2 separate regions of the Mus musculus genome follow, and region 1 is linked to region 2. A link is a contact called in public promoter capture Hi-C data. All regions are on one chromosome and are shown on one strand. Each heading gives the region's core, a stretch centred on a gene start, on an enhancer-like site or on the middle of the called end of the contact. The rest is flanking DNA. Distances are from core to core; before and after follow the strand shown.

Region 1 (6,690 bases), core at 704-3,203, 3.3 Mb before region 2:
TGTCTTCTTTCGGCATCTGTTCGGCTGCTGGGGAAATCAGTCCGGGATCTGGACAGGAACTCCTAGGAGAAAGAATCAAGCCGCGTGAGCAGAAAAGAAAGGGGGGGGGGGGCAGAAACAGGGCCCCACAGGTTCTCATGTATCTCTCTCCAAGTTACGGCAAAACACAAGCCAGGCTTGGTGACACAGGCCTGTGTGAAGGCAAAAAGACAGAAGAAAAGTTCAAGAGCTTCCTGGGCTTGAGCGAATGAGCACTGTCTCAAAATAAAAAAGTGAAAACAGGCCGGGCAGTGGTGGCTCAGGCCTTTAATCCCAGCACTTGAGAGGCAGAGGCAGGTGGATTTCTGAGTTCGAGCGAGGCCAGCCTCATCTACATAGTGACTTACAGGACAGCCAGGGGCTATGTAGAGAGACCCTGTCTCAGAAATCTTTAAACATATATATAATATTTAGATAATATATAGCTTACATATTTCATACTATATATTATATATGCTTGTATATAACATATGAAGACATAGATGATATGTTATTTTTAAAAGTGAAAACAGATATAGAGATATAGCTCCGTGGTGAAATATTTTCCTGAATGCATGAGATCCTGAGTTCAATCCCCAGTATGGAAAAAAAAAATTTTTTTTAATTAAAAATTAGAGGGCTGGTGAGATGACTCAGTGGTTAAGAGCGCCAACTGCTCTTCCAAAGGTCCTGAGTTCAAATCCCAGCAACTACATGGTGGCTTCACAACCATCCCTAACGAAATTTGATGCCCTCTTCTGGAGTGTCTAAAGACAGCTACAGTGTACTTACATATAATAAATAAATGAATAAATAAATAAATAAAATTAGAATGTAAAATTTACTATAAGGAGAATGATAAAACGTAAACAAAAACCGATGTATAACTCTCCCAAACGGAGAACATAAACCAGAGTGTCCTTAGGAGATGATCACATTAGTAGCCCTAGGGGAAAAAAAAATTTTTTTTTTCAAAGACAGGGTTTCTCTGTGTAGCCCTGGCTGTCCTGGAACTCACTCTATAGACCAGGCTGGCTTCGAACTCAGAAATTCACCTGCCTGTGCCTCTCAAGTGCTGGGATTAAAGACATGTGCCACCATTGCCCGGCGGAAAAATAATTTTTTAAATAAAAATAAAAACAATAAATAAAAAGGAAAAGGAAGCCGGGCGTGGTGGCGCAAGCCTTTAATCCCAGCGCTAGGGAGGCAGAGACAGGTGGATTTCTGAGTTCGAGGCCAGCCTGGACTACAAAGTAAGTTCCAGGACAGCCAGAGCTATACAGAGAAACTCTGTCTCGGAAAAAAAGAAAAAAGGAAAAGGAAAAAAACACAGATAATCTCAGAAACTAGGTGTGTCCTGAGCCATAAAGGGTCCCACCTTCAAGTCAGGCAGCAGCTGCTGGGTCTCCTCCTTGCTGCAGAGCAGAGTGGCGAAGTTGACTCCTTTGAAGTTCCTCATGGCAAAAGTCTAGATACAACGAAATGGTTTGTAGAAGCCTGCGAAGGGTTGTAATGGAAATAACTGGAGGAAAGAAGGGATTGAAAGTTGTAGGAGGATTCAAAGGATGAAGCAGGCAAAGAATCCCACCAGAAATCCTATGCGGGGAGAGGCCGATATAAACTGGGCTCCCGTTACAAACTGACAAGTCCACTGTTCCTTCCTCCAGGACGCTCCTTGTCCTCAGTGTCCCACCAGGCCACCGCAGGGGTCTCCACAGGGTCCTGGGCGCCGAGCACACCCTTTCGGGGGCCGCCGAGCCTCCGCAGAAACGCCCCGTTTCTTCCCAGGTCAGCAATGGGAATGTCACTTACCGCGGCTTGAGCGCGCGCTCACCAGACCCTCCGTGCCTTAATTCCCTCGAAGCTGCCGTTCCTCACCGGCCTAGCAGCGTCCTCCAGCCCGAGCTCCACCAAGCACCGGGTGGGCACGCTTCGTTTTCCGCGCCAGCACCTCCTTTCAAATATCCCTAGTGACCAATCAGCGAGAAAGCGTAACGCAGGCCGGCCGCGTGGCGCTCTGGGAGTTGTAGTTTATCTGCCGCGCTGTCTGTCACGTGTTCCTGGAGGGGCGGGTACAACTCTGGACCGGAAAGACTCTGGGACACAGTCTCCTTCTTCAACCTCAGTCAATTACAGTCATTTCGCAGTTGGGTGGTCAATCACTAAGTCTTTCTTGCCTTTATTCCCTGAGCTCAGGCAGGATTTTAAATTTCAAGAGAATTAAAATAAGAAACCCACATGGCTTGCTTTGCGTTACTAGGAAAGAAAAGGTGTAATAGCCTTTGATGTATTTTTTTGTTTTTATTTTTGTTTTTTGAGACTGGTTCTCACTACGTGATCCTAGCTGTCCTGGAACTTGCTAAATAGACCAGGCTGGCCTCTAAGAGAGATCCACCTGCCTAATGCTGGGGTTGAAGGTGTACACCACCACACAGGGTCTTTGGGATTCTTTAAAACTCTGACTTTGTGGAGAGGGACACTGAAAAGGGTGCAGGGACAACCTCCGGGTTCTCCTAGGTTCTCCTCCCTCCCAAGTTTGGATTCCAGCCTACATCTTACATGGGTTGTATAAGAAAGGCTATAGAGTTGAGTGAAGAGTAAAGGGAAGAATTCATTGTGAACGTTCACAGTCTTTTGTTTTGTTTGTTTTTTGAAACAGGGTTCAAAATACTGAGCGTAGGGATTTCTGAGTTCCAGGACAGCCAGGGCTACACAGAGAAGCCCTGTCTCAGGAAAAATCAAAAGAAAGAAAGAAAGAAAGAAAGAAAGAAAGAGAGAGAGAGAGAGAGAGAGAGAGAGAGAGAGAGAGAGAAAGAAAGAAAGAGGGAGGGAGGGAGGGAGGGAGGGAGGAAGGAAGGAAGAAAAAGAAAGGGGGAGACATAGGAAGGGGAGGGAATAAGAGAAAAAACTGACATCTCCCCCACTAGAAAATTTCAGCGTGGGAATGGCAATATTTAATGCAGACACTAACAATGCCGAGCTTTTTTCTCAAGTCAGGGGCATAAGGAAGAAGCAGCCATCCTGGAAATTGACCACCTTTATCTCCTAGCCATGGCCCCTCTCCCTTATCTGCCTGCCTACCAAGTAGTCTAACTCCTGCTCTCTCAGATGCACTATAAAGTCAAGGGTGGTACCAAACATCACCCACCACCAGAGGGTAGGGAATACTTACTAAGGAGGCTGAGGAGCTAAAAAAGCTTAAAGTTCAAAGGCAGCCTGGGTTGTCTAGTGAGACCTCGTCTCAAAATCAAAACAAAACAAAAAATCTTTTTAAAAGCGGGCCTGGGGCTGGAGAGATGGCTCAGAGGTTAAGAGCACTGACTGCTCTTCCAGAGATCCTGAGTTCAATTCCCAGCAACCACATGGTGGCTCACAACCATCTGTAATGGGATCTGATGCTCTCTTCTGGTGTGTCTGAAGACAACTATGGTGTACTCCTACACATAAAAGAAATAAATAAATATTAAAAAAAAAAAAAGCGGGCCTGGAGAGATGGTTCAACAGTAAACAGCAATGGCTGCTCTCCCAGAGGGCCTCTGTTCAATTTCCAGCACCCACATGGTGGCTCACAGCTCTCTAACTCCAGTTCCAGGGATCTGGTCCATTTGGGTAGCAGACACAGACATGGTACCCAGGCATATGTAGAGACAAAAACACCTATAAACATAAGTATAACAAATTAATTTTTAAAACGAACAGTATTTGTTACAAGGTGGGCCTGTTAATTCAAAACTATGATCCTAGATACTGGGGAGCCTGAAGCAAGAGGATCTTGGGTACCAAGAGTGAACTACAGAGGGAGTTCAAGGCTAACACAAGCCATTTAAACCATTTCAAAATAAAAAGTAAGAGGACTAGAGAGATGGGTCAACAGTTAAGAACACTTGTAGCTCTTCCTGAGGATCCAGGTTTGGTTCCCAGCGCCCTCATGGTGGCTCACAACCACCTGTAACTCCAGGGATCATATGTCCTCTTCTGACCCCTTCTGGCACCAGACACATATGGTCATGTATGCACATGGAGACAAATAACTCATAAAAAAATAAATAAACAGGCCTTTAAAAATAAATGAATAAAAATTAAAAGTGTAAAAGAGGGCTGTGGATGTAGCTCAGTGATTAGAGCAGGTGCCCGACATAGACAAGGCCCTAGGTTCTAATAATAAGTGCCACAGTAAATCAATCAATAATGATTATAGACATTTCCAGGATACTCCCTGTAGGATAAAGGACCTAGGAGAAAGGAGGTGAGCCATGAGGACATCAATTGCCTCAGTACTAACTTCCTAAACACCATGCTCACCTGTATGTTCTTTACTGAAAGCTGCGCAAAGTGGAAGTCGGGAATATGGGACCCAACACTTAAGAGATGGAGGGAAGATAATCAGGAGTTCAAGGCCAGCCTGCGGTATGTGAAACCTGGTCTCAAAACAAAGTCAGGTGTGGTGGCGTTAAGCCCAGCCTTTAAGCCCAGCCCTCTGGAGGCAAAGTCAAGTAGATCTCTGTTACTGAGAGGCCTGCCTGGTTTCCATAGCAAATATCAGGTCAGCCAGGACCACCTAGACAAACTTTATCTCAAAAACACAACAACAACAACAAATGTGCCTGATACAACTTGACTCATGTCATTTATTTGTTGGGTATGCATTCATAGGGACATGTGCTGGTACACATGGAGGTCAGAGAACAACTCCCAACTTGAAGATGTCTGTTCTCTCTCAACCATGTGAGTTCTGGGGATTGAACTCAGGTCACCAGTCTTGGTGGCAGGAACCCTTAACTTCTGAGCCATCTCGCCAGCCCTAAGTCATAGAGTTGAATCTTACATCTGAATACTAAATGCATAAAAGAGGCAGCGCAGACGGTGGAAAGAGCTTTGAACTTGAGACTGGGCAATGAAGACAGACTCTAGTCCCAGCTTCATTTGTTCAGTTTCTGTAAAAGGGGTTACAAACTCCCAGCACTCAGGAGGCAGAGGCCAATGGGCTCTCTGAGTTGGAGGCCAGGGTCTACATAATGGGTTCCAGGCTAGCCAGAGCTACATAGAAGTACACTGAGATATTCCTAGCTCAAAAAAAAAAAAAAAAAGAGGATCTGGAGATGGCTCAGTGGTTCAGTGGTCAAGAGCACTGTCTGTTCTTGTAGAGGATCTGGTACCTAGCACCTAGCACCCATGTCTGTTCGTGTAGAGGATCTGGCACCTAGCACCTATGTCTGTTCTTATAGAGGATCTGGCACCTAGTACCTATGTCTGTTCTTGTAGAGGATCTGGCACTTAGCACCTAGCACCCAAGTCTGTTCTTGTAGAGGATCAGGTACCTAGCACCTAGCACCCATACCGCAGCTCAAAACCAACTGTTACTCTACATTGATGTACCTGCTGACCTTCTTGGGCTCGTGAACACATGTTGTATGCATGTATACATTCAGGAACACACATAGACTTAAATATTTTTAAAAGGAGAAGGGGGCATAGGAATATGGGTTGAGTCAAATGTATTAGAAATAATTAGGGATGTATAATATAATTAGGAATTATTAGGAAGAATTAGGGTTACATCCCTTTTGTGTTGTTTTGTTTTGTTGAAACAGGGTTCCTCTGCGTATTCCTGGCTGTCCTAGAACGCGCTCTATAGACCAGGCTGGACACAAACTCAGAGATCCCTTTGTCTCTGCCTCCCAAGTGCTGGGATTAAAGATGTGCCCCACCACCACAATCAGCTAGGGCTACATCCTATAATGAATCCTATGGAAGTAAAGTTTTGTGTGTGTGTGTGTGTGTATAGCATATATGCTATACACACACACACATATATACATACACAGCATATATATATATATACACATATACATTTACACAAATGCATAACTAAATATGAATATATACACATATGTGTATATATATATGTGTGTGTGTATGTATGTGTATATATATACACACACACACATATATATATATATACATGATGTCTTAGGGATAAGACCAATACACAGTGTACTAGCTGGTTTTGTGCATCAACTTGACCCAAACTAAAGTCATCAGAGAAGAAGGAGCCACAGTTGAGGAATGCCTCCATGAGAGCCAGCTATAAGGCATTTTCTCGATTAGTGATCAATGCAGGAGGGACAACAGCCCATAGTGGGTGGTGCCATCCCTGGTCTGGTGGTCCTGGCTTCTATAAGAAAGTACACTGAGCAAACCACCACGTGGAGCAAGCCAGTGAACAGCACTCCCTCCTGGTCTCTTCATCAGCTCCTGCCTCCAGGTTCCATTCCTGCCTGAGTTCTTGTCCTGACTTCCTTCAGTGATGGACTATGATCTAGAAGCTGAATAAACCCAGGTTGCTTTTGTGTCATGGTGTTTTGTTGTAGCAGTAAAAACTAAAGAAGATACATAGATTTCGTTTTTGTTTTATTTTGTTTTGTTTTTAAGATAGGATCTCCTAGGCCATCCTAGAACTCACTGAGCTTAAACTCCTGATCCACCTGTCTCTGCCTCCTAAGTACTGTGATTACAGATCTGGAGCACCACACTTAATTACAGAACTTATGTATTTATTTATTTATTTGCAGTGCTATGGATTAAACCTAAGGCATTGCTCATGCTAGGCAAACCCTCTATCACTAAGCTATACTTAAATTTTCCAACATAATATTTTTAGCCAAACCTTGG
Region 2 (6,357 bases), core at 2,328-4,827:
GGCTGGTCCCTCAAGGGGAAGGGATGCCTCTGCCTGGGCCCGCTGAGACATCCCGTTCCCCCGTACCTCACCGCACCCCCATGGAACAGATTCCCCCCTTCTCCTTATCTCTATAAACACATCACTGGGTCTCAGACTCCAGTTCTCAGGCTTGCACAGTGGGTACTTTTCCTCGGTGAACCATCTCGCCAGTCCTGGGGAAATTGGTGTCCCCTCTTGGGATTCTTAGTCTCTTTAAGAAAATACTTTAGGATGCAAACAGAAGATGAAGGACAATTGTATCAGAAGTTAAAACAAACAAACAAGCAAACAAAAGGACCAGGCAGAGAAGCTGGAAATCTCAGTAGCTTCCCAGAGGGGACTACTGGAGAAGAGAAAAAGAAAAAAACAACCCCATCCCATTCCAGCTAATCTGAGGTTGGAGGTCACACACACACACACACACACACACACACACACAGAACAGCGAGCAGCCACTTGCAGCCAAGATAGAACAAAGGAAAAGTTACATTTTTTCCCCCTAAGATCCTAAAAGAAAAGCACTTGTGGCTGAGTGCAGCCCTGCAAACCTGCAGGGGTGTGGGAGTTCTGGGAAGGGAAGGCACAGCATCTCATTAAAAGGGTAAGTATTCTAACTATCCAGGGGTGAACCTTTCTGCTGGTGGTTCCAGAGCCAGGTCATTGGCCCCCTAGACTGAAAGTATTAGGCGTCCATCTTCCTTAGTCCTTTATGCTTGCTGTGTCGCTGCTCAAGGCTTTACGGCCCCACATCCTTGGCCCAAACTTCAACACAAATGGACTCCTTAAAGACAAATGGGATAATCAAGGCCCAAACCTGCACCTCAGGAAGACGCTGGTTAACGTTCTCAAGGTTATAGTACACGCTCGCTTTTCTTGGCTTTCGAGGCATCTTTTCTGCTAACCTGTAATGGCGGGTGAGGAGAGAACTCTGTCTTAGCCAAGCTATCATTAAATCTCTTTCCCCTGATCTCCTTGACCAGCTCTTTGCAATATAAGGGGCAATGGCCTGACTTCATGAACCTAACTAAGCGCCTTATAGTAGTGGTGTTGCTAGTGTCCGACCAACTACACACTGTTCAGTTTCAGACCCAGGGACAAGGCACTGAGCTGCAAATTTTACACATCAAAGCAAGCTGGCCTCCAGACTCTGCCAGCATCCCTCAGTCCCTACCTGGCATACCCTGCCCCCAACCCTGAACCCTTCAGCCCAGGGCTTGGGCTGCCCTTCCCCCAGAGGCTCTTTCCTATATAATTCAGAGATTTTGGGCTCTCTTTCTCTCTCTCTCCCCCTCCCCTTTCCCCCTCTCCCTTTCTCCCTCCTTCTCTCCCCATGTTAACTCCCTTGGCCTCAGTGAGCTCGCCCTCATAAACTTGCCTTTAGTATAATATAATCTGGCTTGAATTGGCTCAGTCCGCAGGTAGCAGAGACTTAACCTCTCACACACCATCAGAGACATTTGTCTGCTAAGAAATTTCTTCAGTGTCAGGAGGCAAAGGCCAGGAATCAAGAATGCCAGGGCTACGCCAAGAAACGCTCTTGCAGGCTGAGGTTGGAGAGAAGGAGAAGGGAAGGAGGAGGAGAAATCTCGTCACCGTGAAAAGGGGCTTTCTTAGCAACACTCCCTTTTCACGCTACTTACTAGTTGGTTTTCTTAGAAAAGTAATCTGACTTGGGCATGGTGAGACATACCTGTCCCTAGCACTCTGGTGGCCAAAGGAGGAGGCTGTCATGTTCCAGGGCACCCTGGCTACAAGGTAAAAACCCTGTCAACAAAACAAGAAGAAAAAAATGTGTGTGTGCCTCCCCGAATTCAATCCCTAATGCCTCAAGTCCATAAATAACACACAAAACCAAAAGGATATTTTAACGTTGTCCCTTTAAAAGAAAAGCATTCCAAACTGCTCTTCTCTGAGCTAAGCCTGGAATTAAGGCGAAGGGGCTTGGCTCAGGCCTCGAGCCTTGTCACATTCCACAAACACTTGGCCCATCTGCTGTCTGACTGATTTTCAGACCAGAAGTCACATGTGGCTTCAGCTCTTGACAGCTGAAGTTGTCTTCTTGTGGAATTGGAATTTCAGTTTGGGACTGGTTGGGATGAGTTCACACACACACACCCTAAAATCAGGTTCTGTGGGTTAGAGAAAGCTCTCTGAGCCAGGAGGGATAGGCGGACATTTTAGAAACAACACAGGCTTATTTGTTGGAAACTGCCCCCAAATCAGGCTTGTTTCATGTCTAGTACTGCTCATTGCTCGTGTGTGTTTTGGTTCCTACTAAATTTCATCTGCCCGCTAAGTATCCGCTTGTATTGTGTTTAGAACAATGGAATATTTGTGTGCTTCTGTGAGAGCTACACAGCAGGAGACTGGCTGCCCGCAGCTGCCCCAGCCCTCAGACAGCCCTGAGACCAGCCTGGTTAGCCCTCCTGGAGACCCTTCAAAGGCTCCCTTTCACATTCGAGGCTCAGCTAGAACAAATAAGCAGATGTCACCGGCTTATCTTTACGTTTGTAAGTTTAAAAAAAAAAGTTGATAAAATTTTTCATAATATTTGAAAAAAATATTAATATTCACAAATTGTGAATATTCATAATTCTGCCTTGTGTTGGTTGATGGCAGCTACCCCTACAGTGGGCATTAGCAAAGCTTTTAATCTCGGGGTTCGAAGTTCCCAAAATATGTTACCTCATATTTTAAAGAACCTCGATTTAAAAATCATAAGCGCTTTTGGGGACAAGATCTGTTTTGCACTTCATATTTTCCACACATACGTCGAGGCTTTAGACATGCAGCAGATATCCATGGAGTTCATGAGTATTAGCTAGATGCTCTGGCACACGATGGTAATCCCAGCACTCAGGAGGCAGAAGCAGGAGGTTCAGGAGTTCAAAGACAGCTCCCACCCCCACCCCCACCCCCATCCTTGAAGGTCTCAAAAGAAATAAAGCAACTAAGAAAAGCATTAAAGAGACAGCGAATGTGAGCTCATGCCAAGTTTAGGCCACACCATCGGCACAGTACAATAACGCAACATCATTTACTCCAAAAATACCCTAAGTGCTTTCCAGTCATAGATTATCTCATTTAGAAACTCAGGCTGCGGGGCTGGAGAGATGGCTCAGCGGTTGAGAGCACTGACTGCTCTTCCAGAGGACCTGATTTCAAATCCCAGCAACCACATGGTGGCTCACAACCATCTGTAAAGGGACCTGGTGTTTCTGAAGACAGCTACAGTGTACTCATATAAATAAAATATATAAATTAAAAAAAGAAAGAAAGAAACTCAGGCCGCGTCACAGGTGCGGCTGTGAGGGTTAAAGGGGGCTGCACTTGGAAAAGACCAGATGTCACTATCACCCTTTTTTTTTTTTTTTTTGGTTTTTCTGTATAGCCCTGGCTATCACCCTATTTTATATGTGACAAAGCTCACTCACACAAGAAACACCGCTAATCAACAGTCTTCCCGGCTGGCATTCTCCAGTTTTGTTACTGTTGTTTCTGTTTTGTTTTGGACAGAGTCTCCCGGTGTGGGACAGACTGGCTTCTTCAGTCTCCCAAGGGTTTGGGTCACAGCTGTGCATCCCCGTGTCCATCCTCCGGGACTTTCCAGGCTACCAACCACACCCATAGCTCCATTCCTTAACCACCCTCCCTCGAGCCACAGTGACGTGCTTCCTCTGAAAGACCATCCCAGAAGTGAAAGCGCTCAGTACACCAGGTTTGCGATTCGTTCCCTGGGCTACCTCACTTCGTGTTTACAACATCGCCTTTGTGAGTCGGCCACTAATACCTCAGGTGTAAGGAATAAAGGACTGGAGAGTGGGGGTTAACCACCCGGAGGCAGGGGGCTAACGATAAACGGTGAGAACACAGCGCGCCTGCGCTGGGTCTCTGCGCTTACCGTGCTGCTATGGGCCGCCTGCTTCTCTAGTTCCTCTGTGTTGTTAGTAACACTCCAGTCAGCCATAACGCGTGTGCCTGTTTCAACCCGCCCCGTGAATACAAACCCAGTTAGATGTTGGCTTGTGCCATGAAGTCATTTCAAGAGCTGAGTGAAAACAAGGGAAAGGTTCTGATGCTAGCCGCATCAGCTGGGAGGAAGAGGCAGAAACGTTTAAAAGGAGCTCCACAGGGCACAGAGAGGAAAAGGACAGACAAGTCAAACAGAAAATACAGCATGGCGCGGTTCCTGTTTCTAAAAGTCACACAAAACAAATGACACACTTATACACATACATCCGTGAAGACCGAAGGAGAAATGTTGGTAACATTGGCTCTCTGGACCGGGGCCTGGCTTAAAGTGACAGAGTAGTGACATTTTATAAGATAGTTTATTAACATAATGGGTATGTAAGAGAAAGAAGAACTGGGCGGGGGCAGAGACGTTGTCAGAAAATAAAAGATCAGAATAAATAAATCTAATAAACATTTAAAAAAAAGAAAAAGAAAATAAAAGATTACCCCCTTGCTGTAAAGGTTGTGGCAGGAACACACTAGGCTAAAGCCACTGGTCTGTGTCCATAGAGACAGACAGATGTCGGCTTAACCTCTCATCGTGAATTCGATGGTTTTCAATATTTAATATTTCTTACTTCTACCAAAAAGGTTCTCACATTGTGGCTCTCGGAACTGGACCAGCCTGGGCGGGGGAGGGGAGGTATCGGCTGTGTTTCTTTGTGTTGTTGGACTAATTTCCTTATCTACCAAGAGGAGAGGCTAGAAAGAGACAGGCTCCAGAGAGTGGTGTGAGGATTAAATGAGAGAATAAATGGACAATAACTCAGGCCACAGGGACATGTGGGCCCCAGCCCTCCCACTTCACCTGATCTCTAACTTTATCTTTAAGATAATTAAATGTCCCTCTCTGAGAACTTTTGTTGTTCATTACTAATGGCCTACATCAACGCCAAATTAAACGAATAAAGCCTTGGAAATTTGGTATAATAGCTTGACAGACAGGCTTCATGGATTTGAAGCTTTACATTGTGCAAATGTATCTTTCTAAGCATTAATAGTATGGTTCATCTATTAATTTTAAGAAATATATTTTACCGGATTTAAAAAATAATACATCTCTCTTCCCTGAGACATTCAATTTTTTTTTTTTTTTTGAGAAGTCAAATTTTTGATGTGAGAGACCAATCACCCAGATCAGAGAGGCCATTTAAAGTACAAATCAGCCGGGCGTGGTGGCACACGCCAGGGGCAGGCAGATTTCTGAGTTCGAGGCCAGCCTGATCTATAGAGTGAGTTCCAGGACAGCCAGGGCTACACAGAGAAACCCTGTCTCAAAAACCTCAAAAAAACAACAAACCAAAAACCAAAAAAAAAGTACAAATCAAAAACGTAAATAGTTTTGCATCTTACAGCGTGTTTATTTACGACCCCAATAAAACTTAAGACGCTTGTGAAATTTCAGTAATGAAACCCATAAGCCTTGTATAAAGAGGATTTCAAAGATAGAGAAATGCTAGTGTCACTGGTATAACTTAATACAAGAGAAGAAGTGAGAGCCCACTCATAACATTAACAGCAATAAGAGCATGCACACACCCCTATGGTCAACAGCACACACAAAGCCCCTTGGTGATCAGCAGACACACAGCGCCACGTCCAAGGTTACACATGACGTAACCTTCTTCTGTTTCAACCTCACCTGCGGAACAAACCGGAGCTCTCTCAGGCCTTTGTTGGATGTGCGTGAATTTTAAAAAGCGAAGAGACCTGAAGATTTGCGGTGCAGTAGATAAGAATCCAGGGAGAGACGTTTTACACTCTGAGTGAAGGCAAGGTTTGAGCTGAAGGACTGTCCCCAAGCACACGAACCACATCCCCCTGAGGTCCTCCCATCCTTAACCGGGGCTGTCAGCTCAGAGCCGGGCACCCATTGTTCGCTTTCTTCTACTCTAATTAGATTTGGCAGATTGCTCTCTGGCTTGACTGGCTGTTGCCAAGCACACAGAGAAGAGTTGGGGCTGACCTTATCACTGTGCCGCTGGGAGCAGAGCCCCTCGTCCTAGTCAACAGATGACAGAAAAACATACCAGCAGCTTCCAATCTGTTCCTTGCCTTCCTTCGTCTCTGGCTCTTTCTGTAAAAGCTCCTGACAGTCTGAGTTTTCTTATCCTCAATACTGAGAAACTGATCGCCTGGGTAGGCTATGGGAGAATTGTTCAGGGCTACTCTAGATTGTGCATATTAACACTATAACCTTTGTAATGGTGTGACTTTTGTCTGTAACACTGTGACCTTTGGTTTTTTCTGCAAGCTTCAGAAAGAGGGTAGGTAGGTGGGCACACTCTCCCCGCCCCCTTCCTCTTCCCTTTCCCTCCCTTC

Evidence for each region. Promoter capture Hi-C pulls out the DNA fragments that hold promoters and counts their contacts.
Region 1: a contact with region 2 is called in a promoter capture Hi-C map of cranial neural crest. The contact joins the promoter of Espl1 here to the promoter of 4930578M01Rik in region 2. A contact is called at or near these places in 2 of 39 promoter capture datasets (cranial neural crest and liver).

The regions. Positions count from the first base shown.
Region 1 is chr15:102,291,556-102,298,245 of GRCm38.p6, reverse strand. Espl1 (extra spindle pole bodies 1, separase) reads right to left here and starts at 1,953. Exons shown (of 31, transcript NM_001014976.2): 1 at 1,831-1,953; 2 at 1,397-1,486; 3 at 1-62. The coding sequence starts at 1,477.
Region 2 is chr15:98,983,185-98,989,541 of GRCm38.p6, reverse strand. It overlaps 4930578M01Rik (RIKEN cDNA 4930578M01 gene), which reads right to left and starts at 3,577. Exons shown (of 4, transcript NR_045991.1): 1 at 3,456-3,577; 2 at 1,712-1,785; 3 at 1,397-1,565; 4 at 261-802.